Regions from separate parts of the Mus musculus genome. Here regions 2, 3, 4 and 5 are each linked to region 1. The links are chromatin contacts, called in public HiChIP or PLAC-seq and promoter capture Hi-C maps. All regions are on one chromosome and are shown on one strand. The core of a region is the stretch at or near the end of the contact, and the rest is flanking DNA. Distances in the headings are between cores, read along the strand shown.

Evidence for each region. Promoter capture Hi-C pulls out the DNA fragments that hold promoters and counts their contacts. HiChIP or PLAC-seq counts read pairs in DNA pulled down with a chosen protein or histone mark.
Region 2: a contact with region 1 is called in an H3K4me3 HiChIP or PLAC-seq map of embryonic basal ganglia, with 5 times the contacts expected there. The contact joins two enhancer-like sites. A contact is called at or near these places in 3 of 39 promoter capture datasets (the HPC-7 cell line, cranial neural crest and maxillary cranial neural crest) and 4 of 115 datasets of contacts at active chromatin or transcription factors (astrocytes, embryonic basal ganglia, embryonic stem cells and 1 more).
Region 3: a contact with region 1 is called in an H3K4me3 HiChIP or PLAC-seq map of embryonic basal ganglia, with 6 times the contacts expected there. The contact joins two enhancer-like sites. A contact is called at or near these places in 1 of 15 datasets of contacts at CTCF or cohesin (large pre-B cells), 3 of 484 Hi-C or Micro-C datasets (the N1E-115 cell line and embryonic stem cells), 5 of 115 datasets of contacts at active chromatin or transcription factors (craniofacial prominence, embryonic basal ganglia, embryonic forebrain and 2 more) and 1 of 9 other capture datasets (embryonic stem cells).
Region 4: a contact with region 1 is called in a promoter capture Hi-C map of embryonic stem cells, with 6 times the contacts expected there. The contact joins the promoter of Nbas here to the enhancer-like site in region 1. A contact is called at or near these places in 5 of 39 promoter capture datasets (cranial neural crest, embryonic stem cells, liver and 1 more), 3 of 115 datasets of contacts at active chromatin or transcription factors (astrocytes, embryonic stem cells and large pre-B cells) and 1 of 9 other capture datasets (macrophages).
Region 5: a contact with region 1 is called in an H3K4me3 HiChIP or PLAC-seq map of embryonic basal ganglia, with 5 times the contacts expected there. The contact joins two enhancer-like sites. A contact is called at or near these places in 3 of 115 datasets of contacts at active chromatin or transcription factors (astrocytes, embryonic basal ganglia and embryonic stem cells).

What each region holds. Positions count from the first base shown.
Region 1 is chr12:12,321,489-12,326,595 of GRCm38.p6, reverse strand. All of the region lies in intron 2 of Cyria (CYFIP related Rac1 interactor A), which reads right to left. Among named protein-coding and RNA genes, the nearest start is that of Gm34407, 35 kb to the right of the region's middle. Within about 2 kb of position 2,790, at least 94 of the 459 cell types and tissues checked have an H3K27ac peak or open chromatin away from gene starts, as enhancers often do. A contact at or near this core is called in the N1E-115 cell line, craniofacial prominence, embryonic basal ganglia and 1 more, where this site is marked.
Region 2 is chr12:13,157,703-13,162,295 of GRCm38.p6, reverse strand. Gm24208 (a long non-coding RNA gene) reads left to right here. Exons shown (of 3, transcript XR_381282.4): 3 at 1-448. Among named protein-coding and RNA genes, the nearest start is that of Gm38686, 7.7 kb to the right of the region's middle. Within about 2 kb of position 2,440, at least 61 of the 459 cell types and tissues checked have an H3K27ac peak or open chromatin away from gene starts, as enhancers often do. A contact at or near this core is called in embryonic basal ganglia, where this site is marked.
Region 3 is chr12:13,023,841-13,028,573 of GRCm38.p6, reverse strand. No RefSeq gene overlaps it. Among named protein-coding and RNA genes, the nearest start is that of Gm35208, 39 kb to the right of the region's middle. Within about 2 kb of position 2,458, at least 44 of the 459 cell types and tissues checked have an H3K27ac peak or open chromatin away from gene starts, as enhancers often do. A contact at or near this core is called in the N1E-115 cell line, craniofacial prominence and embryonic basal ganglia, where this site is marked.
Region 4 is chr12:13,266,770-13,271,626 of GRCm38.p6, reverse strand. Nbas (neuroblastoma amplified sequence) reads right to left here and starts at 2,500. Exons shown (of 52, transcript NM_027706.1): 1 at 2,363-2,500; 2 at 409-463. The coding sequence starts at 2,476.
Region 5 is chr12:13,064,799-13,069,800 of GRCm38.p6, reverse strand. No RefSeq gene overlaps it. Among named protein-coding and RNA genes, the nearest start is that of Gm35298, 35 kb to the left of the region's middle. Within about 2 kb of position 3,115, at least 13 of the 459 cell types and tissues checked have an H3K27ac peak or open chromatin away from gene starts, as enhancers often do. A contact at or near this core is called in embryonic basal ganglia, where this site is marked.

The DNA.
Region 1 (5,107 bases), core at 1,541-4,040:
TTTAGCTAACGGCCCAAAAGCTGGGTGAACTTCCACAGGCATAACAACTTGGCTTAGCAATAATACACTCACAATCTGTGTTCCCTACATTCTCATGTCCAGTGTATTTAAGATCCCCGCGTCCACCTGGTTACATCAGGCAGGAACTATCCGTCATCTGCCACGTCTCTCAGCATAGTCTTCGGGCTTACCCTCCATACCACTGCTCTGGATGCTCCTCTCCCTCTGGACAATGTTACCTTATGGACCACAGTAACAGCACTACTTCCCCAGCCTCTCCCATGAGCTGCTGCAGGCTTCTCAGATCACTCACCAGTTTCTGAGCATCTTGGGAGACAGGGTATGTGCAAACTGAAGGCATTAAATCCCTACAATTCTAGTTTCAGTCCAAGGGCAGATGTAGTATGTATGTGTGTATGTGTGTGTGTGTGTGTGTGTGTGTGTGTGTGTGTGTGTGTTTGTGTCTGTCTGTCTGTCTGTCTGTCTTTGTATGTGTGTGTGTTTTTGTGTGTGTGAGTGTGTATGAGTGTGTGTGAGTGTCTGTCTGTCTGTGTGTGTGTGTGTGCACGTGTGTGTGAGTGTCTGTTTCTCTCTCTCTCTCTCTCTGTGTGAGTGTGAGTGTGTGTGTGTATGTAAATGTGGGAACCAGTACCATATTTCTCAGGCTCCATCACCTTGTTATATGACACAAGGTCTCTGACCTGGAGCTTGCCAATAGGCTGGGTTGGCTGGCCAGCCTGCCCCAGAATCCACCTATCTTGGCCTCACACTGGGTCACAAGCATGCACCACCCCATCTGTCTTCTTCACTAGTATGTGAGGATCAGACCTAGGTCTTCACACTTTACATCCATGTCCCCCACCTCACCCCCAATCTTTTCTTGGGGTTTCTAGCTTCCTGTCAGGAGGCGCAACATGAGCTAAGCAGCAACCGTGCAGGGAAAGGTAGTACCATAGGAAAGGGTCTCTGAGACCCGAAACATTGCAGAAGCATCAAAACATTTTCAAAAGCCATTCATTGCAAATACTACAGTCCCAGAAACATTAGCGCTCCATTGAGTTTGAAGAATGTAGAATCCCCAAAGTACTGAAATCTCATTTGAGAATTTAGAATCGAAAAAGGGTCTTTGCCCCTGAAAGGAATAATCACATTGATTTGAAACCCTCTTTCCCACAAACAAAACTAATGTTTTAAGGTTAAAAACCCTGGCATGAGCCCTAAGCAAGCTGTGCAGACCGGGCAGGGCAAGCCCAGGAGAGGGAAGGGGGTTGGGAGCTGAGCTGGCAGCTGTGTGTATGGGACCTGGGGCTACTTCCTGAGTGAGACCCCAGGATGCAAGCAGGGTCAGGAATCAGCAGGGCTCAACAATGGCTATTTCAGCACAAATATTTCAAGATACTGTGGTGTCCTAAAAGCCCATAAACTTGGTCCAAAGCTTCCTTCTAAATTTCCAACCCAGAAGAGCTCATAGAAATATGAACCTGGCACACGATTCTGCCTCCTTCTTGCTTCTTTTTCTCTGTGCTTTCTTTGCCACTGGCACCCTATCCCCTCAGCCTGTGAGGGGCCTAACTTAGCAGCCAAAACACCCTCAAAGACCCCTACTCCCACCCCCAGCCCCAGCCCCAGGCAGAATTAGCAATCTTTCTTGCTTTGCATTTTAAAGAGGCTGTTTCCTATGCATTTGCAGCGAGTTCTTCATTTCAGTAACACCCTGTCTGCACCCGTGCATCATGCATGGGTCCAGACAGACAAGCGCTTTACTGGCATGCTCTGAAATGGATCAGATATACTAGCTATGTAGCCTCTGAAAATAAAGGCAATGGCATTCATTACAAACAAACCCAACAGTCACTGTTAAGAAAGAGTGGGAAAAGCCAGGCCTTTTATCGCAGCACTGGGGAAACAGAGGCAGGAGGATCTCTGAGTTGGACGTTAGTCTGGTTTACAGAGTGAGTTTCAGGACAGCCAGGTTACGCACGCGCACATGCACACACACACACACACACACACACACACACACACACACACACACACACACACACGCACGCACGCACGCACACACGCACACACGCACGCACGCACGCACGCACGCACGCACACGCACATTACCGCCGCCACCACCAAAAACCAAGCTCTGTGAGGGTAGCGGAGTCAGGGGAGGTCAGATCAAACAAGCAAGCAAACAAACAAACATCCTAAAACAAAGGGTAATCACTTTCTGGAAATACTTCGAGTTTTGGAGCCTACGGGGAGGAGGGAGGGGGGTGCCATTCTACTCTAGATTCTTGGGTTTTCCTTGTCCATAAAAAACAAAGTGTTCCCTTTCAGTTTTGACACACATAAGAGAATGTTGGTCAAGGGTCCAAGGTTGTCTTTGGACCCCTGTTCATCCCCAAAGCAAACTCTAGTTGTGTGTGCCCCCTGCTTTGCATCTGTAGGACTGCAGCCACAGGGGGAGCAAGTCCTTTTCCTTTCAGTTAAAATCTGCAGGAGCTGCTTTCGCGGTGGGAAGAAAGCCGACGCAGACCACCGCCAGGGGAAGGCGGGCGCTGAACGGCTGCGTTGGGCTCATTCACAGAGCTATTAATCATACAAGAGCCCATTTATGACAAACACAGGTCACTCCCTTTGCATGACAAGGCGGAGGGGTCCACAGAGGCCCATTATCCTCCCCCAAAACAGAGCATTGTGGGCGAAGTGGGAGAAGCCATGTGCTCACACACAAACGGACATTGTAAGGCTGTTTGCACAACCCCGTCCTGCTCCTTGCGAATTTCCTGCCAAGGAGACATTTAGATCTCACAGAGTCCGCACAGCAGACATTGCTCATTCAATATGGCTTCGGGCAGTAAGCCCCAGAAGCCCGGTGCACGGCTCCCTCTGCTGGCCATATCTGGAACTGCAGGCCAGGGATGCTGAGACTTGAACCTGAAGGATGCTCAGGACCTCAATTTCTTTTTTGCCCTTTGCTGTAAAAGCTGGGTGGGTGTGAACTTTGGGAAATAGGAACCCTGCAACTACAACCGGTACTAGCTTCAGCACTTTTGATAGGTCATATAATCCTTCAAATATTGTTTTATAATCTGAATTCATGCCACTCATTTAGCTGCTCTGAGATCAAATACTAAATATCGAGTACCTGCCTGACACGTGGTGAGGGTGATACAAAGGGTCTTCTCTGCTTGCTTTCAATAGGATAGAAATGGCCACATCACTGATATGGAGTCAGAAGAGGCAAATACAATGCCTACTGGTAATGCCATCATGTTTTGATCAGAACAGAGACCTTAACTCCTGGTGTCTAGATTCTCTAACACTATTGCCATCTCTATTTTAGACATGGCATCATTGTGTGTTATGTGTTGGTGTGGACAGCTCTGTACATGTCCCTGGACACACTGCTTCACCAGCCGTTGGTGATGCCCCACCTTGGAGTAGTATTCGGATCCAGGAAGGCCCTGCAGGAAACAGCAGAGCAGCCTTTTTCTAGTTCGACAGTCTTAATCAATGCATTTCATTAACATTCACTTAACCTTTCCTGGTCTGCACTTCACTCTGAGTAACTGATGACTTCACTGCTGCCAAGCATTGAGTGGCCGTTGCCACAACTGGCATCTCCCTTAAGTCTGGCATCTCCCTTAAGACTGGCGTCTCCCTTAAGTCTGGCATCTCCGTCTGAATTCTGACCTGACTAATGGGGATGATTTCTCTTTACAGGGGGTATCTATGAGGACTCTAAATGAGATCTCTGATGACACCCCAGCTTGTAACTCACTGTGTCCTCGTCCCCTAAAGTCCACACACTGAGGCGATGCTTAGATTCTCCCAGGGAACCTAAACTTAACCCGTCCATAAAGAAAGGCTCCATTTCTTACCTTGGAACCAGCCCTTGAAGTCTTCCCTAGCTCAGTAGATGGCAACTGGGTGAGCTTCCAGATGCTCTGTAGAAGGCGCTGATGCTGACCTGACTTTGATGCATCTCATACCCCACACCCAAGCCAACAGATCCCACAGATCCTATACTCCGCACTCAAGCCAACAGATCCCAGAACTCTGCTTTTGAGACAGGTCATGTGTTCAATTCTTTCTCTCAATTACCAGTGTCTCACGCTGTCCTAGTCAGGGTTTCTACTCTGTGACAAAACACTATGACCAAAAAGCAAGCTGTGGAGAAAAAGAGTTTATTCGGCTTACACTTTGCCTCACGCTTCATCATCAATGGAAGGAAACCAGGACAGGAACTCAGGCAGGGCAGGAACCTTGAAGCAAGGGCTGATGCTGAGGCCATGGAAGGGAGCTGCTGATTCGCTTGCTCCACATGGCTTTCTCAGCCGGCTTTCTTACTGACCCCAGACCACCAGCCCAGGGATGACACTGCCCATGATGGACTGGACCCTCCCTTCTGGTTCACTAATTGAGAAAATTCCCTACATCTGGATCTTATGGAGGCACTCCTTCAACTGAGGTGCCTTCCTCTCTGATGACTCCAGCTTGTGACAAGTAGATACACAAAATCAGCCAGTGCACAGACCAAGCTGGAATCCACCATTCCTCGCCAGAGCATCCTGTGTTTCTTCCTGCACAGGTCTCCAAGCCCAAACACTCAGCTTCCTGTCCATCTAGCTACTATAGCCTTGTGCTTAAAATTAGCCTCAGTCACCCCTCAGCTTAAATCTCTCCAGGGACCTCCACGTCACTAAAAGTACTGTGCCTGCCAGAGTCAGCGAGAGCCTATGGCGTTTGCTCGCCAGCCAAGGTTTCACTGCTCTGCTCTCGCTACCTTGGCCTTGTCACTGTGTTCGTTCAAGGTTATCCCCCACCACTAGCTCCTTCTCATCCTCGTTAGTCCTTTTGTTTCAAATGCTTTTCTCCAGGTCTCTGTTCAGTTTGTTTTTCTGCAGCACCCAGTCTAACTATCATGTTCACTACAGTACTTTGCCACACACCACCCCCAGGACTCTTTATTTTTATATCTATCTCTTCTAACATATATATACCCACAATAGAGTATCTATCTGTCTGTCTGTATTCATATGTATATCTGTCTCTCTCTGTATGTATGTACACACACACACACACACACACACACACACACACACCTCTG
Region 2 (4,593 bases), core at 1,191-3,690, 840 kb before region 1:
CCTCAATCATGGTATTTTATCACAGCCAAGGAAAGTAGCTAACAGTCATCTCAGAAGTGCTGAAGTTGTTTCAGAGCAGTTGGGTGACTCCAAACCTCTGTTCTAGCAGAAGGTAAAGCTGAGATTTTTTTAACCCCGGCCTGTCCAGTCTCAAAGCTCTTACTCTCTTCCACCTAAAAGGACTGTAGAATGGCTGGAATTTTTAACTTTGGAGCCTTTGAATGTTGTTTTTAGCTTTGAACATCTATGAGATTTTGGAGAATTTGGTATTAAACAAAATGTTTTCAAATGTTTAACTGAGTTTCTTACGGTCTTTGAGAGTCTGGGACGTTTCTTTAGAAATGAAGCAATGCTTCGGGGCTGACTCATTATAGCTTTTCCTCTTGGAGGTTTTCAATCCCAGATTCAAAGCAAAATGTTAACAATAAACTGGCTTTCTAGAAATCAATCTCGCTGCCCTTTTTGTTGCTTTTAATTGAGCCACTTTGCAATGACTCTGTGTTTTTGGCACTGCCCTCTTATTTCCCTCACAGGATGATTCCAGTCCTTCTTTTGAGGGGGAGAAAAGGTTTTTTTCAACAGGTGCTTTTAGCTAAAGTCACAATGAGCCAAGAAGGAAACAGCTCATGATTAGCAGAGCTCCCTGAAGCAAATATGAGGGTGGATGGCTGGGGGGGGGGGGGGGATTTGTCCCTTTGTGGAGACCCACCTCAGGGTGCCAGGAGAAAATGCCAGAAATGCTTCCCCAGGGGTCTCAGTAGTACCTAGCTTTTCTATTTGTGATCTCTATTTCTTCTGTATTGCTTCCTCATTTATGCAATTTAACATTCAAGTATGAGTAACTTATATGTTTTCTTGTCTTTGACAAAAAGTATACCGATTGAAATGTAGTTTTTGCATTTAGACATATGGAACCTTGGTGTGTTGTGGTCTTGAGTCCTTAGGTGACATCCATTCATCCCACAAATGCTTATTTAATATAATTGGCCCCAAGTCCATTTGCTGGTGCTCAAGATCCAGCAATGATTAACTCTCATCTGCTCTCAGGTCCACTTGAGCACACATTTGGATCATAGGTCTCCTTCCCCACTCTTGCCACACAGATATCCAGAACTTAAGAGCTCATGGAGGGGTCTTGATGGAGGTCTTCTCTCAGCCAACTGATGCTCTATTTGAACTTCCAACCAGGCACACAGGAGGTATATCCCCATTGTGATGAAAAGCAAGTGGAGGTTCAAAGTAGCAGAAGTCTTTGCCCAAGGTCACAGAGCCACCAGGTGGTAACACTTTTCAACTGGGCCAGGTTTTCTTGAAGCCCTTTCTGTGTCTCATCTTCTGGAGTCTCTGCTCAGGGTGGCAGATATGGACCTGCTCAAATTTCCTAGCTCTCTTTCCTTGTCAAGTAGCCAGTTTGGGGATCAGAAATGCCCCCTCTACTCCCTACGTCTCACCTCCCGTCACCCTCCACTCCACTCCCTTCCCACCCCTACCCCGCTCACCCCCAATCCTCACCCCTAAGCTTCCCTCATTCCCCATCTCCCATCTCCTTTCACTCTCTATCTGCTACTCCTTCCCCATCTCCACCCACTTCCACCCTCACCCTCACCCCAGAAAAGAAGAGGATACCTAACAGTATGTGCTTGGGTGAAGTTAGTAGAACAAGCACTCTCCTATCTCTGCCTCCTGCCTAGCTCCTGTCCCACCCACTCCAGGGGGACCATGGTTCCCAAGCAGCTCTAATGAGAGGTGACATCGAGAGAAACAGAATCTGTTAGCAAAACACCCAGCATGTCACCAAGAGCTGGTCCTTCTTAGCAGAAAGAGCTCTGTTTGCTTGTTTTTGAGATAAGATCCCACTGTAGTCCAGGCTGGCCCGGATCTTACTGAGTGGCTCAGATTGGCCTGGAGCTCATAGCAATCATCCAGCCTCAGAATTCCAAGTGTTAGGACACAACTGCCACCCAAGCTGGCTGTAAAAGTGACCGTAAAGTCACTTCACCTGGTCCTGGCAGAAGGCTGACTTTTTGTTTTTCTTGTCCTACTCAGCATGGAAAGCATTTGATGCTCTGAGGGTATGACCACAGTCCACCACATGTATGGACACAAGTCCACCACAGACAGCATGGCTGGGAGACAGAGACAAAACAGGACTAGGAGTGTGGGAGAGGGTTCAGAAGGGGACTCATCAGTGGGGAACAGATCAGTCAAATAGGACCTGGGAGGAGGAATCAGGAAAGGTTGGAGTTTGGGGAGCACCATTAGTTGTGCTCTCTTTCTGGTATGACAACTGCCTCTTCCATCCCTAGCCTACATCCTCTGGGTGTGTGCTGCCCTGAGCTGACAGAGAAAGTACTCTGAGACAGCCTCTGACAAAGAAGCCTTGACTGTTGGCAGGCAAGATTTTCTGAAGCAGCTTCCATAGCAACCAGAGGCAATGTTGAAAAGCAGCTGAAAGGCCCTGGTTGCTTAGCAAAGGATGACTGCTTGGGAGGTGCCACCTGCCCTGAGGGGGATAAGGAGGCTGAGAATGTTACCCATTGTTTGCTTCTCATGAATGAAGAGGGGACCTTAAGGGGACATTAAGGTCCTAGGCCTGTAGCCTGCCTCTTTTCCTTTTTGCATGTCCCTGATTCTGTCCCATGCAGGGTGGGCCACTTCATTGAACATTCTTTCTAGATCCAGCTCACCCTGGTCTTGCTTGAGCAGTGATCTCCTTTCCTTGTCTTGGACCAAGGTCAGAGCAACCCATAGGCTCAATCTCCATGAGGAGAAGGGACCCTTCCAAGGAGCTCAATGCTGTTTGTGTGTCAGGGCCTGTAAGGGTCCTTGGTATTGGGTCTAAGGAAAGATGGAGGAGCACACAGTCCTCAGGGGGATCACACATCCTTTTCAGAGAGATTGGGAGTGGGAGAGCATTGCTTTAAGGGATCCATTGGCACCCAGAGTTAGGCCCAGGACAGGACTCTAGTTCCTAGGGACTAGGATGTTCTTTGTGATCTATAGACTATGTCTTTTTTGAGCTGTCTCTTCACTTGATGGCTGGAATCTGGAAAGGACATTATTGTGATGGTGTAGACAAGTGTGCCTGCCAGATGTTGATAAACCCAGGAGGTGGCAGTCAGAGAGCCCAACCAATTGACCCACCAAGAAGTATTCAGAGGCAGTGGCTCCAGTAGTTTCTCCTCCATCCCTTATCCTGCATACCTGGTTCTTAATGAGACATGTAGTGGACAACCTTGGGTGGGATGCTGAAGTCCCTTTGGTTGTGGGTTTTCTAAACTGCCTACCCTGGCTTCTCCCTCCCCATTTCATTCTTTCCTACATAACCTATTTAAATCCAGTGCTGGGAAGGTACAAGGATGGAGAGAGATGCTGGAAAAGTTACTTCACTTATGAGAGATTAGAACTATGTGTGACCCCTCCTGCATCCCTGGTAGCTCGAATAAGGAAAGACTTGGGAAATGATGATGAGTAGGAAGGTGAGGGAACAGAACACACAGGTCGAGGTGGGCAGAGGTGCAGGAGTCAGAGCTGGGTGTCAGTGGGAACAACAGCTAGTACCTAACATTCAAGTACTTCCCTGGGCCCAGAGGGAAGGGACACTGAATGCTGACTTCATAGAAAGGAGGATTCGATGCTTGCAATACTCTCTTTATTCTGCTTTAAATCAGAGGAAACTCCAAGCCATGAGTAATTGCCAGGCCACAAGCAGGTTCTAGAAAACCACAGCTACCATTGGACACTCTTGTGTAGCGTACTTCTGAGCTGGGCTGGTATCTGCCTCTCCAGTCCGCATGGCCCATTCTTCGCTAGCATCCAGGTCCTGCTGAGGGTACAGGCAAAGTGTTTCTCCCTCAGGGCATCTTGCAGAGTTGGACAGCATTGAAGTACCTCAGGCTCCTCACAGGCAGGCTGCAGGACATCCTCCACCACTGCACACACTACTTTCATTTGCTCTTTAAAAAAAAAGAAAGAAAAGAAAAGAAAACCACTGGGAGTGAATTTAGTGGTTGTGAAATTTAAAGAGGCAAGTGCAGAGCTGGGAGGCATTTCCTTAAGCACAAAGTAATGAAGTGTCCCGCCGGCCCGCCCAGCAGTGCACATGGTTAACATTAGTGGCAGAGGGAAAACCCTTCTCCAGTCCCCACGGCGAAACCCTCCCTAAGGAGCCCCTCACAGAGAGGCTGAAGGAGGCCTTTCACACAGATACTACCCATCAGTGAGGAGTACACAGCCCAGTCTGTTCATCTGTAATACAGTCTTCAGGCATCCCCTGCACATTAGCTCTTCATGATCTTGTAGATCCAGAGAATCCACCCTAGGCAAAGGCCAGGCCTGATGCTCATAATGTGTCAACGAGTAAAAGGCATTTGTGTCTTTTGGGTGAACAGCATTTTGTGGTTCTGGGAAGTACATGCAAATTGGTAGCAGTTCTGCAAATGTAGCACGACTAGCATTGCCTGGGAAGGGGCAGTTGGCTTCTAAGAAGTTGGTAGCCTTGAAGAATATGGAGACACAGGGGCCAGGTACACATGGGAAGAGCAAAGAGGTCTTTGTTGAATGTAGAGGGTATTGTTGAAGGTAGAATGCTAA
Region 3 (4,733 bases), core at 1,209-3,708, 700 kb before region 1:
AGAGCTTTTGTCTTCTGAGTTTGTTTCCTGGGAGAAAGAAGTGATATATTGAGTAATGTCTAAACTCCTGGTAGGCTCTGGTACTCATAAAGTCCCTTGTATTGCATTGATATTGATAGGATCCATTGCCTTAAACTGTCTCAGAGGTTCAGTTGAGGTCAAGCAGTGACAGGTCTCCAGAGATGCACAGTAGAGATTAACTCAATCTAGTGCTGGAGCTGCTGGCAAGCCACAGCAGGGTTTTCTCCAGCTTCGAGTGCCTTCTTTGGAGGGAAGCTGGGACACCTTGGACAGCTCCCAGATGTCTCTGGTAATCATCAAAGGGGACATCTGCCCGGAAAGGCTCTCAATGCTCTGCTAGATGGGCCAGGAATGAAGGGGCACAACATGTTGCTGGGTTTATGTACAGGAGGCAAGGATGAGACTCACCACTGCTCTGTGACACTTCTGGGTTGGGAGCTTTTACAGGAGCCGTTTAAATTCTCTCAAGAGGAAACCAACCTCTGCGGAAGTGCACATTCAGAAAAGCTCCTCTGAGCTCCAGTCAGACCCAGATATCCTGAGGCTCTACCATCCATGGAAGATGCTGTTGCTCCCTCTCCCTCTCCCCCTCCCCCTCCCTCTCCCTCTCCCATTCTCTCTTGATCTTGCTCTTTCTCACTCTCTCTTGCTCTCTCTCTCTCTCTCTCTCTCTCTCTCTCTCTTGCTCTCTCTCTCTCTCTCTGCTCTCTCTCCCTCTCTGAGGCATTCTCCATACATCTTTGTATTTGGACAATTCCTTCAGGTTTTAAGTCTTAATTCTGATCACCTCACAGACTGCTCAGGGCCACTGAGTTTCCCTCCATAGTTTCTCAGCTCCTACATCTGCAACTCTGAAAAATGTATGTTTCCTTATGACTTTCTATCTCATGACATTGCCCACCCCCCAATCTAGAAATCTTTGCATGCTCTTTCACTGTCTGAGTGGTCCAACCCTCCTCTCTCTAGTCAGAAACAGGGCTCTTTCCATCTCTCTAAAGATATAACATTTTGATTTAACTTAGTTGGGTTTCTCATCTTTTTGTTGGTTTTTTTTTTCCTTTTGTTTTGTTTTAAGGCCTGATCTCCTGCAGCCCAAGGTGGCCTTAAACTCGTTATGTAGTTAAGCATGACTTTGAATACCTGATCCTCCTGCCTCTACCAGCCCCACACTGTAATGATTAGGTGTGCACCACCACCCCAACTGGGGAGCTAATCTTGATCGTTGACTTTCTTGTTGAACATTCATCAAAAGCTCCCCTGTGGAGGCTTTTGCTGAGATCCTGACATGGACTGCGTGTGTGTGTGTGTGTGTGTGTGTGTGTGTGTGTGTGTGTGTGTGTGTGTGTGTTCTGATTCTGGGCAGGTACCTATTATTAACCCTTTGCTCACTGTGGTGTCTTCAAACTGGCTTTTCAGAGGGTGGCAAGGATCCTGTGTGATATGACTTACTGTACCCTGAGCCTCTGAGACTAGAATGATCTTCCCTAAAAGGCACACCCTCCTCCCCTATCTACCACTTCCTACAGGAGCCCCCATTTCTGGAGAGGTAGGCGGCATCTATGGTCTCTCAGGAGTTTTTTGTCTTCGTGCAATCTCTCCCTGTGTTCAGCATGCACTTGTCCCTCCATTCAAACCAGCAGATCCCACTCTTCCTAATGCTGAGACCCTTTAGTATAGTCCCTCATGCTGTGGTGAACTCCAGCCATAACAGTATTTTCATTGCTACTTCATAACTGTAATTTTGTTACTGTTGTAAATCATAATATAACTATCTGGGATTTTCAATGGTCTTCGGTGAGTCTTGTGAGGTTTTTCGACAGCCCCTCCCCCCAGAAGTCTTGACCCACAAGTTGAGAGCTGCTGGTCTAGATTATGTTAGGTACCGTGTGCCTGTGGCTCTCAGGTCCCTGATCTTTCCATGCCCTGGCCTGTGACATTTGCAAAGGCAAATTGTTCCATTCTGACCTCAGATCTTGCCTCTGCAGGGTGTGCTATAAATGACCTCTTGGGTTCCTCTCTCAGCCATCTTTGCCTTTAGTTCTGTGTGCCTAACACCCAGCACAGATCCTCTCCCCACGGAGATGACTTCAGGCCAGGGGAATGCCAGGCTGGAAGCCGGATTTGATTAAGGGGAAAAGAAGAGTTTTATGAGGCCACAGGGCAGGCGTGCCACCACACTGACCCCACAAAGGCGGGTGATAATGGGGCGGGGGGCCAGTGCTGGGTCTGATGTTACCCCTGCAAACCTGATTACAGGGCCTCTGGCTGAAGCTTGCCTATGCTTCTCAGAAAAGAAGCAGGCTTTCTTGCCCTAGGCTGGTCCCTGAACAGGCAGGTTTAAATTGAATCAGACCCTGGTTCCTGGTACAGAGTGGGCCATTCACTGGCCTTACGTTCCTCACAAGACAGGCCCCAGCCATGTGGTCATGTGGGTAAATTGAGTGGACTCGTGGCAGACAGCCAGGCTTCACAGCAGCTCACACAGGCCAGCCCAGAAGGCAGGTTTCAAAGCAACAGCTAAAGCCTGACAATGCTGGCTTTAGCAGCCACTGTGATTGTCTTTTTTGTTGTTGTTGTTGTTGTTGTTTTTGCTTGGTTGGTTCTGATTGTTGTTGTTTGTTTGTTTGTTTGTTTGTTTTTAAAGAACAAAGGCAGGATTCTGGAGACATGTGTGTCACTTAGTGGTGAAGGAAGCTTGAAAGAATCTCCCCTGACAGTGTCATATGTGTGTAAGGTGACAGTGGTTATACTCACCTTGACTGCCCCTGGTAATAGTACAGGCCTGTGATCATCCCAGCTACTCTGAAGACTAAGGCAGGAAGATGGCAACTTCAAGGCCTCCCTTGATGTGAGATAGGGAAGAAGTCCCAGGAAGGGCGCCTGAGTAGGTGTGGTTGGCAACCTGAAGCTTCTGATATCTTTTTTTAAAAGTCCTCCATCTTGCAGGTGGGATATTAACACACAGGCAGAAGGAACACTCCATCCTCTCTACTCATAGCACCTAGGTGGGAGTCACCCTGACCTCAAGGCTGCCTATGTGCTGGCCCAAGTCTTAGCCTAGACAGAAGAAGCAGGATATGAGAGACCATGGATGGAGAAACTAACCATCAGAGGGTCTACCATCTGCAGAATGACACGGGAATTCGTATTTCTTGGGTTCCCATACAGAAGCTCACTTGTACCTTATGTTTAGAGGTGGGGAACCTACGGCCAGAGGTGGGGAGTGACTCCCCAGACCTGCAGTGAGGCTCCATCTTAAAGCTTGATGCCAACTCTCAATATTCTGGCCCCAGTCTCCTGTAGTAAATAAAATAAGACGATTACTCGCTGAGTGGTCAGCATGTGGGAGACTTTCAAGTTGAAACTCTGAAGGCCCAGGGGAACTCCAACATCATATACTTGCGGTTTTTGTTTGTTTGTGTTTTGATGGTGTTGGAGAGTAAAGTTATGCCTTGTGCATGCTGGGCAAGCTCCCCGCCACTGAGCTGCAGCCCGGCTTATTTTTGCTTTTAACTCTGGGACAAGGCCTTACTGAGTTATCCAGCCTGGGCTTGACCTAATTCTAGAACCTGGGCAAATTCAGAATTTTCTATCCTCCTGCCTCAGCCTTCTGAGTAACTGGTTTTATTGGTCTTGCTGGGATTAGGGGTCTTTACCACAAGGCCAGGTTAAAAATACATCCTCAAATAGGAATTTAACTATGGCAGCACCTGAGCTTCACTCAGCTTTTAATCAGCCCCAAGCAGGCTGAGGGACCTCCTGAACCTAATACTGGGTCTGAGTCCCTGCTCTGTGTACACCTCCAGGTCTCAGTACCTCAGGTGGACTGGATGGGGGGAGGGGTCCTGCCAATGAGCACCCTGCAGCATCACCTAGGAGCACTGCCTCTCTGCTCCTGTTTCCATGGAAACACCTCAGGACCCATTGATCAGCTCTTGTTCGGGGCTTTCATTAGCTTGAGCGATAGAATAAGTTTTGATTCAAACATGACACTTTTTTAACGCAGTGAAAAACTCGTTTTGTATAAAACCCCATTATGTGGAACAGACACGCAGGTTGATGGCCAATTTAGTTAATAGAGCTTTGCAGCTGACACTGAATTAAATCTGCAGGAAGCAGCTTCAGTTTGCCCTAGAAGAGTCACGTGTAAATTTGCAGCAGGCTGGAGGCGCCGAGGGGAGGCTCCCAACCTGACCTTCTCTATTCAGCACTGCCACCCTCTTGTCCCAAGATCAAAATGTGCAGGTGCTATCCTGTCAGGCTCTCTGGATCCCTAGGATGACATCTGAGGTCTTTAAGTGAAGGAGGAATATTCTTGCCAGGAAGGTCACTTTGTCCTGTCTCTTCCCTCCTCCACCACTACCCATCCTCCTGTTTTCCATCACACATTACTTCTGTCCTTGTAGGACACCGCTTTTCTGGTCTCCTGTACTTACACATGAAGAGCACCAACCTTCAACCCATCTGCCTGACAAAACCCTTTAACCTTGAAGGATGTGATCCTTCTCTTGTTGTCTTTCTATGATTCCCTCCTTGAGCCTCTCTGGCACACAGCCCCGGTCCTATATTAAAAGCCATTTCAGATGGCACTAAATAGTGTGCACATAACCACCTCCTTAGTTTTCATTGTCTCCAGTCACTGCTGGCTCTCTCTGAAACTGCCCCCTTCTCTGTAAATTTAGAACGATGACACCCACTGAGAAACTGGACTG
Region 4 (4,857 bases), core at 1,251-3,750, 950 kb before region 1:
GCCGAGGAGCACTGGCTGCCCTTGCACAGGACCTAGGTTTGGTTCCCTCCCAGCACACTCATGATGGCTCACAAACACCTATAACTTCAGCTCCATGGGATTCTACATCTCTTCAAATCTCCATGGGTTCCGGCACACATCTGGTACACACGCATGTATGTACTTAGGCACACACACACATGCATACATATAATATGTAATAAATAAATATAAAACAACACTTAACTTGTCAGCCTAGAAGAACTATATCAATCTGTTAATTAATATTATAAAGCCCTCATGGTTCAATAAGGCTGATGCTCAACTCTTTTTCAGACTCCTCCTGGTTCATAGGTAAAGTGCATAGTTGTGAAAGGAGAAAAACCTGTCTATGAACTATATAATACATAAAATGCAAGGCCTCTTTACCTCTGATTGCTTTTGTGATGATGAATGATGCACCGTGCTTTCGGTTGCCTCTGAGCTAAAATAAAATAAATAAATAGATAAAAACTTACAGTTGAGAATTTTATAATACTTGAAACATTTAAATTTATGCTTCTCTACTTATATCCAGAGCACTGAATACCAGCATCAGTATTTTAAAACTTCTTACAGGTTGCAATATGAACTGTGTGTAGTAGCAATAAGAGTGAGAATTATGTTCATAGATCCCTGTCAGGAAGAACCCCAAGGTGAGGTTAGAAACAGTTTCCACATCAAAACACCAATGAAAAGAGAAGGAACCACAGGGGCAGAGCTGAGCTGTGTGGTAGAGAACTTGCCTATGACGTTCAGGGGCCTGGGTTTGAACAAAGACAATACTAATTGCCCAGTCAATGCAGTCTATAGGGCAGGCACAGAGACCTAAAACAGATTTCACTAAGAGGAAAAGTGATTACCTATTGTGTATCCATGGAGACAATGTTATTAACAAAACACAGATATGTAACTACTACAGTAATTAATTTGAGTCCACAAACGTAAACTGAATGGCACTGTCTGTAGAATAAAGAATAACAAATACAGTGAGTAGAGTGCTTTCAAGTTCTACCAAGAATAAAATGAATAAGTAATCAGTAAGAACAGATACGTTACTCCCTAGGACGCTCGCTTAACAAACATGAAGGAATCATCAGGGAACAATTTGGCACAGTGGAGGGATATAAAGTTGATCCCAGGCAGAGCTTATAGGGCAACAGCTGTAGGAAACAGATGTAGAAATCAATAAAGAAGGCAGATAAGAAAAGGCAGAGGACAACGAGATTTCAATATAAGTTGACTCCGTGTTGTTTTTTTAATCAACGTATAGTGCTAAGCATTGAGACAGTATTACAGACATTTCTGAAATGCTAGATATCTTTATCCAACTTAAAGGCGGCAGCAGCCTCTCAATTTCATCATCTACAAAATGTCCACGTCACTCACTAGAAACCGAAACGAATAACAATATATGCAGCTTTTTGCCATTACAAGACCTAATTGAAGACAAGCAGAATAAATACTCAGAAGACAAGGTAAAGGAGCTCACTGGGCCAGATTTAAGAGTCTTCCTAGCCATGCTGCTTCCCCAGGGCCTAACACACGGGCATGCCAGGCACTTGATACCATGTATGTCAAGTAAATGGGCCTTGGGCTCCTGCTTTCACCCTATGACCCGAAGGCTTTCCCTAGGAAACTAGTAACTCCAGGGTCCATAAGTTGGCAAACACCACAACTTTGTCTCCAGCAGAATTGGAGAACCGCTGCTTCTTTCTCTCCACTCCCTTGGCATTCTACTCAGCCAGCACTTCGGGCTTGGTAATGAGAAACGTTCACTGGATTGGCTATCTCTCCTCCACACTGCAAGTTCCATGAAAACACTGTCTCTGAATGCCCAGCAGCCTGCACCATATCTGGGGTCCGAGTGTGTGTGTGTGTGTGTGTGTGTGTGTGTGTGTGTATCACACACACACACTGAGAGAGACAGAGACAGAGAGAGACAGAGACAGAGAGAGACAGAGACAGACAGACACACACACACACTAGTAAATGCGTATTACTGAGACTTTTAAAGGACGATAGAGTCCTGCGAAATTCTCCCGCCACAGGTAACAAGATTACAAGGCAAGTCCGGATATGACAAGGACCTAGGGAAGAAGAGTGACACTGACCTGCCGAGAGGGTGACAGCCTGAGTGGGGATACACAGCCGAATTCGGAGCCAAGGCTGACTACAGACACCCTTCAGCGAGCCCTGGACCCGGCAGCCCCGCCGTTGCCAGGAGACAACACAGCTGCTATCCCCGCTCCACTTGCACTGCGTGGCACCGCGACGTGGCTTTACACGCCCCGCGCCCGCGCCCGCGCCATGCCTACAGCCTTAAAAAGAGAGCCCGGCTCACCTGCACTTCTGTCTCAGGTGGCCATTCGGTATTGACCAGCAAGTCATAGAGAATCGTCTCCTCCTCGTCCGCAGAGCCGGGACTCAAAGCCGGCGCTGACTCGGGGGCCGCCATGTTGGCCGGGAACAGAGTGGTGGAGGGAGGGGCACTACGGCGACTCGCGCGGGTCATACTTTCCTGGACGCGGCCGCTGGTGATTGGCAGAGTGAAATGAATTAAGTGCGGAAAGGGAATGCTAAAAATGACAGAAAGGGAATGCTAAACTTGACAGATCTGTGGGTCTAAGAATGGCCTTGTCTTGTATGAGATATGTCTTGGACCCTGGTCCACTTTTTGTTCATTTGTGCCTGAAATGAGTCAAGTCACTGAACTTTTCTTACCCAGTCAGCGTCTACGAAGCTGCAAGAACCTCCCAGAGTGCTGGTGTTCATGTACAGATTCTTCTGCAAACACAGAACGTGTTCGGAGAGTGGACTTTAAATGTACCAAGGGGTTATTCAGTTCACAGGAAGGGTGCTTTAGGCACCTAGAAAAAAACAGTGAGGCTGATGAAGACACCCTGTAACAAGGAGAGCTTGTCAGCTGTGTAAGAGAGGATGTCCTAAAAATCACCATACAACATGGACTAGCCTCAGACCCAGTCCTCCTGCCTCAGACCCAGTCCTCCTGCCTGAGCCTCCCCAGTGCTCAGAGTACAGAGATGTGCCATCAGGCCCAGCCCTGGGCCTTCAACTATAGGTAGAAATTGGGTTCACTGGAAGTCAGGAGAGAATATATCAGTTAGGAGGTGCACAAGACATAGGAAGATTACGTTGCTATAACAGACAGGGTGAATAGAGAGGCCAAGCTGAGAAAGGGTGTGGAGGACGATAAAGATAGGGCAGCTTGAGGATTCCCTAGAGGGGAAACTTACCTCATTTGCTTGCTCGTTTATTCATTCATTCATTCATTCATTCATTCATTCAGCATATGCCTGTCTTTGCAAGGCCCTTTAGTGTAAGCAGAGCCAATTACGACCAAGACGACCACATTGTTGTTGAGTTGAAAAGAAGTGAAAATTCACAAGATACCTTTCAGAAATTATCCTGTAGAATAACCAACTTAGTGCATTAGGCAATGGTATAATAAAATGCACAACTGGAGCGTGTCTAATTGTTCCCATGTCTCTCCAAGTTCATCTGCACCTTGTACTCTCACAGCTAAACTTTTGCCACACACACACACACACACACACCATTCAACTTTGCTGTTTCTAAGACAACAGACACACATAAACATCAGGAGATCTGACACGGATGTTCTTTGTACACAGAGGTTGTACCTGATGTGGCTCTGCTATTGCTCTCTCATCTCCTTCCGGTTGTAGTTTAAATGCCACCTTCCCTCCGAACTCTTGTTCCTGTCTAAGTTCACACTCACTTTCTTCCCACTCCAGCTTCCCAGCCCTCCCCGTGCCTGCTCAGGTTGTCTGTTTGTTTGTCTGCTTGTGTGTTTAACACAACATTTGTTATCATTGGATATGCTATGTGATGTATAATTTATTTTACTTGTGTACAGTCTGTCCTCATCCTCCAAAAATGTAAACTCTAGCCCAGAAGAATGCAACGTCGTCAGGTATAATAGATTCATTTCACAGACGCACCGTGTCCCCAGTGTTTAGAGCAGGGGGCAAAATTCATACTTCCAAGAGGGTAGAGAGATGGCTCAGCAGTTAAGAGCACTGACTGTCCTTCCAGAGAACCACTGTCTTAGGGGTTTACTGCTGTGAACAGACACCATGACCAAGGCAACTCTTTTTGTTTGTTTGTTTTTGAAGATATATTTTATTTTTATATGAGTACACTGTAGCTGTCTTCAACACACCAAAAGAGGGCATCAGATCCCATTACAGATGGTTGTGAGCCACCATGTGGTTAACTGGGAATTGAACTCAGGACCTTTGAAAGAGCATTCAGTGCTCTTAACCACTGAGTCATCTCTTTTGTGATTCAAGGCAACTCTTATAAGGATATCATTTAATTGGGGCTGGCTTACTGGTTCACAGGCTCAGTCCATTATCATCAAGGCATGGTGGTATCCAGCCACACGTGGTAAAGGAAGAGCTGAGGTCTCTACATTTTCTTCTGAAGGTTGCTAGGCTTCCAGCTTCCAGGCTTGAAGTCCACACCCACAGTGACAAAACTCCTCCAACAAAGCCACACCTCCTAATAGTGCTACTCCCTGGGCCAAGCATATTCAAACCACCACAACCATGATTCAGTTCTCAGCATCCACATGGCAGATCACACCTGTCTGGATCCAGCACCATCACACAGACATACGTGCAGGTAAAACACCAATGCACATTTATAAAAAAGTTATGTGTGTTTCTGTGTTGACTAAGTAAAGAATTTTCAAAAGCAATTTTTTAGACAGACGTGGTGTTTTGCCCCTGCAACCTTAGAACTCCTGGTTGCGAGCAAACCTCTTGTATCTGTCTTTTGCATAGTTCTCAC
Region 5 (5,002 bases), core at 1,866-4,365, 740 kb before region 1:
AGGATGTATCTCTGTGGATGTCTCACAGTGGCCGTCAGATCGGCTGAAGATGGAGACTAGAATTGAACCTATTTTTCTCTGTATTACACTTCTAGTATCCTAGCTGAGGTTGCCAGCACCCTTTCCTGAGGAGTGAAACCCCCTCTAGAATCCCCACACTGGCCTAGTCTCAAGGGGTCATTGGGAATGATTCTTCTAGAACTTTCCCCTGCTCAAAACGTTGACACCTTTTCAGTGCCCCTCACCCATCCCTGAATAGTCTAGCCACAGGTAAGTTCTTAGCCTCTGTTCTTGGCACAGTTGAAAGACTTTGAACTTTTAAACAGATTTTTGATTTTTACCAAGGCTTTGCATTTTTAGAGACTATTTTAAAGAGACTGAATTTTTAAAGACTGTGGAACTTTTAAAATTTGGAATTTTTACAACATAATGCTGATATTTGTGTGTGATCTTGGAAAAGTTAGGTCTTAACAGTGATATGCTTGTGTGTCTACTTGACAGGGGGTCAATTTGTGCTGGCTAGTTTTATGTCAACTGGACATAAACTAGAATCATCCGAAGATGGACACTTCAATTGAGGATATAGCTCCATAAGATCCAGCTGCTGGGCATTTTCTTTATTAGTGATTGGGGATAGACCAAGCTCAGGGTAGCACCATCCCTGGTCTATTGGCCCTGGGTTCTGTAAGAAAGCCATGAGGAGTAAGCCAGTAAGCAGCACCCCTCCATGGCTTCTGCATTCATTGGTTCCTGCCTTTAGGTTCCTGCCCTGTTTGAATTTCTGTCTTGAAATTCAGTGGAATTTCCTTCAGTGATGGATTACACAGTGGAAATGTAAGCTGAATAAACCCTTTCCTTCCTAACTTGCTTATTGTCTTGGTGGTCTGTCACAGCAATAGAAACCCTAACTAGGACAAAAACCATATGTGGTAACTTAAACAAGAATGGCCCTTACAGGCTAATAAGTTCGAATGTTTCATCAGCAGGGAGTGGAATTGTCTGAAAGGATTACAAGGATTAGAACGTGAGGCCTTATTTGAGGATGTGTGTCACTGATGGTGGGCTTTGAGGTTTCAAAAGCCCATGCCAGGCCCAGTCTCTTCCCCCTTCTATCTCTATCTCTATCTCTATCTCTATCTCTATCTCTATCTCTATCTCTATCTCTATCTCTATCTCTCTCTATATTTTTCTCCAATATATCAGGATGTAACTCTCATTAACTGCTCCAGAGCCATGTGTGCCACCATGCTCCCCACTGTGATGATAATGGACTATACCTCTGAAACCATAAGCAAGCCCCCAGTTACATGCTTTCTTTTATTAGAGTTGCCTTGGTCATGGTGCCTCTTCACAGCAGTAGAACATTAAGAGGTTCAACGGAGCCTCTACCCCCTCTATACCCAGTGTCTGAAGTAAGGAAAAACATTGAGAGATGCTCAGAAAGCTTTGTGGTAGCAATTACAGATAACAGACATCATGTTTTCTTAGATTCTATTGAACAGACTTAGTCATATGCCCACAGCTGATTGCAAGAGGGCTAGGACAGATGGTATATCATGTGCCTAGAAAGAAAGGCAACTCTTTTGGGAAATAGATAGCCAGTCTTCCATGGGCACTTATACATCACATCGTTAATTTTCATCTTAAAGATTAGACAAGTTTTATATACATATATCAGCTGTGGGAACTTACTCTGAGGTGCTCTAATCTGGAAGTTAGATTTCCTAGAAGGTTTTTGAAAGCCATGAAAATATCCTCCTCCCCTCTTCCTCCCATATCACCCAATTCTTCTTCCTATGATGACAACTGTGAACCTAAAAAGACCTGAGCATCTTAAATCTCTCCAACACTATCCATATCCCTGTCTCCATATCTCCTGTATTACCATGACAGTGTTGGGCAGGCTCAGGGAGTCAGACATGCCCTATCCATGAAAGGGTTTCCCACCTATGACTAGGCTGAAGGAGCCTCACATGGACTGAAGTTGTTAGATTCCCATTGAAATAGCAGGGTTCCTAGGGGATGGGGGTGGGTTTATGAGCCTACCATACATGGTAACTGGGAGATAACCAGACAGGAACAGAAAGTTCTGTTTTAGTACTTCAGAGGACATCATTGTCAGGGTAGCATAAGGTTTGGGAGGGGGGGGGTCTCAACATTAGGGCAACGCAATGCCTTTATCTCATCTTTTCGAATGGAAAAGGCACAGTTGACTCTCCGAATGGACTAAATAAACAACACTCTCCAAAAACCATTCTTCTGGAAGCCTCTATAGGGAAATGGGCCATTGCAGACCCAGCAGGCGATCCCTTTCTTCAGCAGTGTGTAAGCCCCTGGAACTCCTCCACCACAAATGGTTCATGTGGTGTAGCTGAGAATTAATTAGAAAGAAAAAAAAACCGTCTTGAGTCAAAACACATATCTCACAACCTATTAGCATTAAGATTAGCATTAAAGAAAGTTGGAAACTATAACATTTTAAGCACATTTTATAAGTCTAATTTCCTGTGTGTCACTCTCAGATAATAAATGCTTTTCCTCCTAGTTCAAAAGTCTTAGTGGGAAGGGAAGGATGGGGGTGGGGCAAAAGAAAGAAAAACTTAATTTAAGGTCTATTAGTTTATTTTTAGTTGCCCAAGATCTGAGAGATCGGGAGCACTTCCCTTTTCTAATAGGACGCGCCTTCCTGTGTAGCAAGGAACTCTCTTGACCTGGGGCCTCCTCTAAGGTGCCACTGATTTTTGACAGAATTCCTCAGGCAAGGGCTTTGAAAGAAGCTAGGCCATGCTTTTGAGGGGAGGGTGACCTGGGGCCTGCAGGGACAAGGTTAATTGCTTGGAGCATTGGAGAATGGCTAGTGAGGGAAGGCCCTGCTTCCTGTATGGCCCTGGAAGACATTTGTCGCCCACAGCTTCCATAATAAGACATTCCTGCTAATTTGCCATGAGCTGAAAGGGATTTCTGTTTTTAGCTTTGGGGTCTGTGGCAACTGTTTTGTTTTAGATGAAAATTAAGTGGGGACAAGGAGCCCAGGCTGGTGGGGGGATGGGAGGTGGAGCCATAATTGATGTGCATTACTGGTAATTACCTAGCTCTTTCTTTCACTCATCATGTTGACAGAGAAATCTATTACCCAGCAGCTCCGTTTCCACAAATTGCCCTTCCCTGAGGACTCGGGGAGTGGGGGGTACTGGAGGAAATCACTGCTTTGTTCCAGAAAGTGGACCCCCAGCATGCTAAGAACATGGCTCCAGTTGTCTTTTAATCAGAGGGAGGGGATATAAGTAAAGACCCCAATGGCAGAGAGAATGACCTGGTAGTATAGTCCCAAACAGAGAAGCATAGGCAAAGGGAAGATTCTGATGGGCATGGAGTTTGAGGAGGGTCTTCACGGGTAGGCAGAGCCGCTCTGGGCACGTAAGGAGAGTGAGATAATTCTAGAAATGGAGAAAACATTGATGGAGCCCACAAGCATACCAGGGCATGGTACTTTAGGGAAACTTACCCAAGGTCTCATTGCACAGATCTACTGGGATGTTGGATGAATAGATGGATAGATACATGGATGGATGGATGGATGGATGGATGGATGGATGGATGGATAGACAGATGATGGATGGGTGGATGGATGACTGGATGGATGGGTGGATGGATGGATGAATAGATGAATAGATGGCTCAAAGGTCAAATGAGTGGATGGAAGGCAAGTTTGGTGATTATGCAAGGAATAACAGTAGTTTAAAGGAAACCATAGGTTTCAGGGGATTCCTTGTAGGGGACATGAGTTTGATTGTATCTTCTCTCATTCTTCAACTTCCAGGGCTTGTTTCTCTTCTTCCCTCATTTTCTCTTATCTCTTCATCTTTCTCCTCTGCGTGTTTGGCTCTGACTTCCTTCTTCCTTGCTCTCATCTTCTTTTTTCCCCTCCATCCTGCTATCTTGTGCTGTCTTGTGTTTTAGCTCTTCATGCCTTCAATTGGTAGGCCAACATCAAATCCTTTGGAAGAGTCTGTCGGCTTTCCCTGACTTTCTTAAATCACACCACTCTTCAGCACTTCCAAACTCCCCACAACCCTCTCCCCAGTACTAGAGATTGAATCTAAGGCGGTACACAGCTATCCCCACACCCACCCACTCCCCAGTCTCTTTTGACTTTTTATTTCAAGTATCTCACTAATTTCCCCACGTTGTATTTGATCTCTTGTCCAGGCAAGAACAGGTCTTCCTGCTTCAACCTCTTGAGTGCTATTATAAGCCTGTGTCACCACACCTGGCTCCAAGCCATCCTCCAAAACACTGCTCTCCAGCATATTCAGGAACTGAGAAGCTGCCACCTGGTTTCTGTCCTTTCTGATTTTGTGATCCCTTCAAAATTCTGAATGGAGCTTCGATTGTGAGTCAACTACAAGCACACCTTCCAACATGCGCTATAGAGACTCCTTGTTGAGAGTGGGAGGTGAGGACTATGTAGTGAATGTAGTCACACTGTAAACCTGAGGCTGACTGAGGCAGCACTAAGCTGTGCTGAGGCCTGGTCTCATTCCACAAAGCCCAGTCTTTCTCCATGGTACTCAACAGGAAGAAAAATCTCGACTTTATTGTATTGAAGGCAGGGTCTGCATTTTTGATGCACAAAGATCTCTGAGCATCTTTTCCAAATGAAGTGATTTCAGTCTCAGTTTCTTCACTCTCCTCTGCTATCCTGCCTTTATTGCCCCCCCCTCACCATGCCTTAGCTTGTGTACTTTCTTCCTGTCTACTTTTATCTTTATAAGGGTCAAGGCAGAGGCCAAGATATAAAAATCCCAGCCTAGTCTGCTTTATCAATGTAGGGAAGGCATAGCTGTGAGTGGTCCCTGAGTCTGCAAGTGCTGTAGACCCATCGTCTCAGCCCCACCCCAACCACCTGAGAGGTGGTCTTAGAGGACATGATGCTCCACAGGAACAAGGCTGTGCACTGAAGTATCAGTGACTGTGTCCATGGTGAAGACTAGTTAAGGAT